Linked DNA regions of Gossypium hirsutum: region 1 is linked to region 2. Evidence: chromatin contacts called from public Hi-C data. All regions are on one chromosome and are shown on one strand. Each heading gives the region's core, a stretch centred on a gene start, on an enhancer-like site or on the middle of the called end of the contact. The rest is flanking DNA. Distances are from core to core; before and after follow the strand shown. Region 1 has its middle 19 kb from the start of LOC121222539. Region 2 has its middle 2.5 kb from the start of LOC121222537.

Region 1 (3,708 bases), core at 424-2,923, 49 kb before region 2:
TTTAACATATAATGATAGTTAAATAAAGTAAATGAATCTTTATGTTTTTCATAAAGTCATTTTATTAGTTTTAAATATTAAACTCTTTCATTTTTATCGGAACTCTTAGTAAATTTATACTTCCAATGTTCTATAAGTTGTTTATAGGATTAAAAATTATATTTTTGTTGATAATTATATTTTCTTTTCTGTTTTTCAAGTTTTTTTATTTCTTTTATATTTTATTTCTTTTATTAGTAGAAAATAATGTTTCTGAAAAAGTTTTTTTTTCAGACAAAGTTAATATTATATTACTATTTTTATTATATAAAAGTTAAATTTACCTCTTGTTCTATATTTTTATCAATAAAAAATTGTTTTAATTTTTTATTAACATTAGATAATATTTTTTTAAATTTTTTGTTCAAATCTAATTTTGTAAGATCTCTTAAATTATTTACTTCTTGTTTTATTTTACTTACTTTTGTTATATAATTTATGAAAATATATAAAGTAACGTCTATAAAACTATTCAAACCTTTACTCAGACTTAAAATTTAGACAATGATTGTGTTAAACGAAAACGCAGCTACAATATTTGTGGCGGAGGCTCTTGCATGTATTCAGGGACTTTAACTGGGTTTGGATTTAGATTTAGAGTTCACGGCTGTGGAGGTTGAAGGAGAAACTCTTTTAGTTGTCAAAAAACTGCAAAAGGGAGGGGAGGATAAATCGGAAATTTATGAATACATTAAAGATGGTCAGTGTCTAAGCAAAGGTTTCCAAACCTGTATGTTCAAGTATGGCCACCGATTGATGAACTAAGTCGCTCATTTGTTAGCTACAAAAGGTTTCAAGAATGGGGAACAAAGATTTATGAGAAATGGGGTACCTGGATATGCAGAAGAGGCGGTGAAAAGAGACCGACGAGTGGCGGTGTTGTCAGACTAAGGGCTCCTTTGGATGCCCAGTTACTACCAGTGCAGCACGTTTACCCTTGATTTTGGTGCAATCGCACCACGTATAGCTGTTTGGATAACATTCAAATTTGGCCAGTGAAAATCTACACACTGGTGAGAAAATTTTAGACTGGAGTGTTAAAACACCAGTAAACAAAAAGAAACGTCAGTGGGTAATATTTTTACCATTTTATTTTTCATATGGGTGTGAAAATAAGATATTTTAATATTTTAATGTTATAACTATTATTTAAATAAATACAAATATGATAAATTATAGGATAATAAATAGAATATTAAAAGATACATTTTAATATTTTATTAAATGAATTTATAAATTCAAATATTTTAATAATTTTATAAAAGTAAAATAATTTAAAAAACTTTTGATATATATCAATTATAATCTAATATCATTAAAAGTCATTTTCTATTCTCACATCACCGCTACAATTACGTTTGAATCCAAACACACACTCCACCGCTGTTTCTAATCTCACTGCTACAGTAACTAATCTCACAGCTACCGTTGTTTTTAATCTCACCGGAGCTAAACACACCGCCCATCCACACTAAACCTAAATTTCTTTGTTCCGATAAGGTAATCTAGGGAGAGCGAGAGAGATTGGAGAACAGAAGAGCGAAAGAAGACGAAAGGCTTTTCAAAACTCTAGAAAAGGAATGATTAATTAATGAATCGTGCTGAACTAATTTCCTGGGTTGGCGTCCTGGATGCTTCTAGAGCAAGCTTTTTTCTGCTGGGTTATTGGGCCTATTGGGATGGCTCACTTTGACTGTATAGCCGGACTTTATTTTTGAATAAATGGATAAAATCCAGCTGATTATCTCAAAATATATATATATATACTATTTCAATAATTAAATAAATAATATATATTAATATTAAATAAAATAAAAATCTCCTCCTCCTCTCTCCTTGTATTCACTATAATGTTCATCAGTGAATGATATCTACCTTTTTCTATGGAGAGATTTGTTCTTTTTCTGATATTTGTCCTGCTGAACCATTCATTTTTAGCACGCTAGAAATGATTTCCACACAAATATAGATATGGACATGGTGAAGAAACCGACAATTCATCCCACCACTCAAACAAAACAAAAAGACAACAAAGCAGTCAGGAAAAAATATTTCCTTTTTTGGAGCTGGAGGGAAAGGGTTTTCTTATATATATATATATATATATTTATACTTTATTTAAAATTAATTACAATTTAGTAATTTAGATTTTTTAATGATATGCATCGGCGGAGTCAGAAATTTTTTTGGGGACCGAAATTAAATTGTAGTAAAAATATAATTTTATCATTTTAATAATATATATCTTAATAATTTTTAAAGATTAAATTAAATTTTTATTATTTTTAGGAGATCAAATTATAATTTTATTATTACTAATTTAAAATTTTATAAATTATAAACAATCTAAATGAAAAAAAATTTCCATTTTAGGTTGCTAGCTCCACCGCTGTGTCGTTTCTTAATTGATTGCAAGATTTGTTTTAGCGGATGTAATGGTAGAGATTAATATTGGTTACCGAAATAAAATTAGGTATTTAATTTGATTAAAAATATTTTAACTAATTAAGTTTACATTCAATAAATAATTATTGAGGAAAAAAAATTTCAAGCTTTTCAAGGAAAAACATGATGAGAAAGTCTAGGGACCACCTTTTCTCATTTCCTCTTTTGTCTAGGGACCATTTCCTCATTTATTATATGAATAAGTGATTAAATTATTAGTAAATTTATGTTTTAATCACTCAATTTTAAAAAAAAATTATAGAATAGTCATTAAATTATTTAAAATTTTTTATTTAAGTTAATAAGTTGTTAAATTTAAAAAAAATTAACTAACAAGTTTTAAATAACAATTCAATTATTGATATTACCGATTAGTACCTATTAATGAGTAGAAGAACAGATACCTTAGATTCAAGTCAATTTGATGGTTAGTGACGGAAATTAGATAAGAAAACTTTTTAGATTTTATTTTATAGATTCGTGACGTTTAAAATTGTTTCATAAAAAAAACTTAATCATAGAAGAAAAATAGAAGAAGAGCTTTTGATTGGTAAAGACGGTGCGAACAGGAAATGTCATATATCATTAATTTTATCAGCCCAATAACTTAAATAAATTTTTTTGAATAATTTAATGATTACTTTTGTAACTTTTTTAAATTGAGTAATTAAAACATAAATTTATTAATAATTTAATAATATTATATAATTTACCCTAATTAAAATGAGAGGGTTGTCCCCGTACAATCTAGATTACCCCTTAATCATTTCAAATGCGTCGGGATTCGAGAGCTGTCCTGGTCTTCCCTACATCGTTGTTTCCCTCTTTGTCCTTTTTTTCCTTTTTCTATGAATCATATAAATGAGTTGTCAACTCAAGCCTTGGAATACGCAACGTAATAAATTATAGGGTTAATTGCTTTTCTTTTTGGTCAATTGCACCCTTACCGTTACAATTGTTTTCAAATTATATAAACTATAGAATCACAAAATCCAACAAACCCCCATTCTCAAAATCCTCCTCCTTCTACCAAATCTCACATTTTTATTAGCTCAATCTCTTTCATCTCTTTCAACGTCTACCCTGTTTTTGGTTTCTAAGCTTTCATGGCTTCTTCCATTATATGCAATCCTTTCCTTAGAGCTACTAAACCCAATTCTTCTCTTTCTCCTGACCTTCAAAGACTTCATTTTCCCTCTCTTCGCATCTCAATCAAACCAATAA
Region 2 (3,697 bases), core at 177-2,676:
ACTTATATTATTTATATTTCGTATTCATTAATTAAAAATATCGTTATACATTTTTCATAAAATCTTAATTAATTTTTCGATTTTTTACTAAGTAAATTTTTTTATTAATAAAAAATAAGAGTTATTTTACTAATTAAAAAGCCAGGTACAAAAACAGCTGTGGTAATGTGTGCACGTGTGGGTGGGAGTGTTAATGGCATTTATTAAGCAAGGGAATGGGGGGAGTGTTTGACTTAAATACTAGTAATAATTATATTTTATTTGGTATAACGATTTTCTTGGCCCTCCAACTTTTAAAACAATTCATTTTGGCCCTTAATTTCATTTTTCGTCTCTTTTAATCTTTGAACTTGCATTTTTGTCAAATCACTCCCAAAATGATGGGAAAGTCGCAACTTTCCTGATGTGGCATACACGTGGATTGTTGAGTGGATGACATGTCAACATTTAATTAATTTTTTAAAAATTCAAAAATATTAAAAAATATATATGATATATTTTAATAATTTAAAATTTTTAAAAATAATTTTTTTTAATTTTTAAGTTTTTAAAAAGGAATTAAATGCTAACATGTCATCTACGTAGCAATCCACATCAATGAAGTTTAAAAACATTATCTTTTCATCTATTTTGGGGTGATTGGACAAAAAATGCAAATTTAAGGGCTAAAAAAATAAAAAATTTAAATGGATGTCTAAAATAACTTTTTTCAAAAAGTTTAAATTATTACGCCTTTTATTTTTCTACAACGATTCAACAAACTTTTATATTTGTAAAAATGTTAAAGTATACCATAATTCTCTATACTCCTCCTAAATTTGGAATTTAGTCCCTATACTTTTATTTCTAGAAATTTAGTCCCGCCACTTTTCAAATTTAGGTCCAACTATTAAGGTTATTTTGTTAAACTCAGGTTCACTACAACAACATTTTTTTTCCAGTTACATTGTTATTAAGTGAGTATATTTTTTTCATTTCAAAATTTCACCCCAAAAAATTTAACAAAAAAGCAGTGTTAACAATTGAATTTGAAATTTGAAATCTATAGAGTTTAGGGGCTAAATTCCAAATTTGTGAAGACTGCAGGAACCTACAATATATTTTAACCTTGTAAAACTATTACAAGGACAATAGCATAAAGTTTCGGTATATAAGAAATAAAGCATAAACGATACAAATAAAAGAAATCGTAATAAAACTTGACAAATGGCAAGCCATAATGAGAAAAATGCTTGAACCAATATAAAACGTTAAAGAGAACATCACCTACACGAATATAAGTTCTTACATGGGTGTCAAGTTTCATTATCAAATGTCAGCCACCAAGATGAAAAAAAGGCAAACTAGTGCGTTGTAATCCCCGTCGATGATCTTATTCCTTACGCTACTTTAAGGATATAGAAGATGTTCAATCCATTTGGTCAAGTGTAGACAAAAAGAGTTGATTGAGTCACCTTAGACTTGAGAGAGCATAAATCATCGTTGACTCGAGAAAGCCTTTTATAAAAAGAACAAAAACAAACAAACAAAAAAAAACCTTTTAACTTCATTATTATTCCACACCTCATGCACAAAAACAAGACAGCTACAACTTCAACCAATCTCAATCACCATTTTCACCCACACCTCACCATTATCAATTGCAATTCAATAAATATGTGCATTATTTCCCTTATATTTATATGTTGTTAAACAAAGATGTTATGTGTTTTTATATCTTTCATGTTCATTTTATAATTTATATATGAATACTTTTAATAATATAGTTTTCGAACAAAGTTGCTAAATTTAATAAAAGGTAAGTTGCAATAATACAAAATACATGATTTACCCATTATAACTTACATCTTACTAAAAACATTATGAAGTATTGTGATAGTTTTATAGAAGAAGCAAATTAAGAATATGATATTGTAATCTCTAATATATCATAAATATTACTATAATTATATTATAAATCTTATTAAACCTTAAACCCTAATCCTATTATAAACCACACATTTTCATATAACAATTTAATGACTTGTAAAATTAAATAAATTATATATGTTTAAAGAATAAAACCCTAAACTAAATTTTAAAATTTGTATCTTAAACTCTAAAATTTTAAATCATAATCACTAAATCTTTAAAAACAAAAGTGCAGAACTTGAACTCACAATTCAAAAGTGTACAGACAAATTTGAGTCATCCATCATAATAATAAATTTTTAAAAATTAATTTAATGCTTTTAGAAAATTCCAAAAACCCTAAATTTTGTTTAATAATTTCAAACTCTAAATCAAAATTTTTAAAACTAGATTGGTGATTGAATTGGTTAGGCTACCGATTCTTTGGTCCAACCGGTCTAGCCGGTTTGATTAAATAAATCATTAAAATATTTAAAATAAAAAATTATTAAAAATAAAAAAAATCTGATTCAATCATTTTTTACCTGGTTCAATGGGTCCATACCGGTTCCTAAGTCAATAAATCTTATGACTTTCTCTAAATTAATACTCCGATTGATTCTCGATTTGAATAATCAATCTAATTCAATTCAAACATCATTATCATAGACCTTATAAATCCTAAACCCCAAAACATAAAACCCTTAAATATACTTTTTTAAATTTAATCAAAATCTCAATGGCTGATAAATGTGGGTGAGTATGCATACTATCAACCTAAAGTTTTTTTTGTCCAAAAATACTAAACCCTGAATATAAAAAATATAAAACAAAAAAAAAGTATTCCTATATCTTTATTACAACCAAATTATAAGTGAAAAATTAGTAGTTCATGTGTACCCATCATTCTAGAAAGAGTTATGGTTTCCTTATTTAAACATTGCTTAAAATATATTGAAAATGTGTACTTTCAATAATCACATACAATGGGCTTGAAAATTAAGCCCATTTTATGCAAGAAAAAAAAAGAGACAAATTAACATAGGCCTAGAAATAGACAATATAGGAATTCTAAATGGGCTTGAATTGAATAATAATTATCCCCTTCATGACCCTACAATTTCTAAATATAGTTTTATTTGCTATGTTTAGCCTACCAAGTCATCCTCCTTTCTTGTAATTTAAGTTTCTATCCATTGGGGGAGATCTTTTACATTTTCATTAGTTAAGAAATCCCCTTATATATGCTATAATTATTCTATAAAATTTTCACAAATGGCTCATTAAAAAAATACAAGTGAGATACCAATTGAGTCTTAACTCGATTAGTATAGGCATTAGTACTAATGTAAGAGAATATGGATTCGAGTGCGCTAGAGCACATTATCCTTTTCTGTTTATGGGTTAAAAAGAGACTATGGGTAGTTATAAATATTATGTAAAAAATAAGCAAATATATAAAATTATAAAAAATATTTAAATTTAATTTAAAAAATACATATTTATTCAAACACATTAAAATGTAGTGTAGACAAGAATCCAACATAAAAGGAATTAATTAACATCATTTTTCCAAAGAAATAAGGAAGCCATGCAAATGCAATCAATCAGTTTTTTCATTTTGTCAAAAGCTTTCATCTTACCTAATAACTAAACACTTCAAGCAACAAAGTAAAAGAAGAAAAGGAAAGGATTAAATTAATGAAAAATTAATTATTTTTTTGTTTTATTTGTACAAGATATACATAATCAACATGGAATACAAAAATCAATTTAAACAAATATAAATAGTATGGAAATTATGAAA

The links. A called contact is a pair of places that touch in the nucleus more often than the background predicts.
Region 1: a contact with region 2 is called in a Hi-C map of leaf, with 2.1 times the contacts expected there. The contact joins two enhancer-like sites. A contact is called at or near these places in 18 of 34 Hi-C or Micro-C datasets (anther, callus, hypocotyl and 4 more).

Annotation. Positions count from the first base shown.
Region 1 is chrD10:61,376,621-61,380,328 of Gossypium_hirsutum_v2.1, reverse strand. It overlaps the pseudogene LOC121222540. Among protein-coding and RNA genes, the nearest start is that of LOC121222539, 19 kb to the right of the region's middle. Within about 2 kb of position 1,673, at least 7 of the 9 cell types and tissues checked have an H3K27ac peak or open chromatin away from gene starts, as enhancers often do. A contact at or near this core is called in leaf, where this site is marked.
Region 2 is chrD10:61,327,065-61,330,761 of Gossypium_hirsutum_v2.1, reverse strand. No RefSeq gene overlaps it. Among protein-coding and RNA genes, the nearest start is that of LOC121222537, 2.5 kb to the right of the region's middle. Within about 2 kb of position 1,426, at least 2 of the 9 cell types and tissues checked have an H3K27ac peak or open chromatin away from gene starts, as enhancers often do. A contact at or near this core is called in leaf, where this site is marked.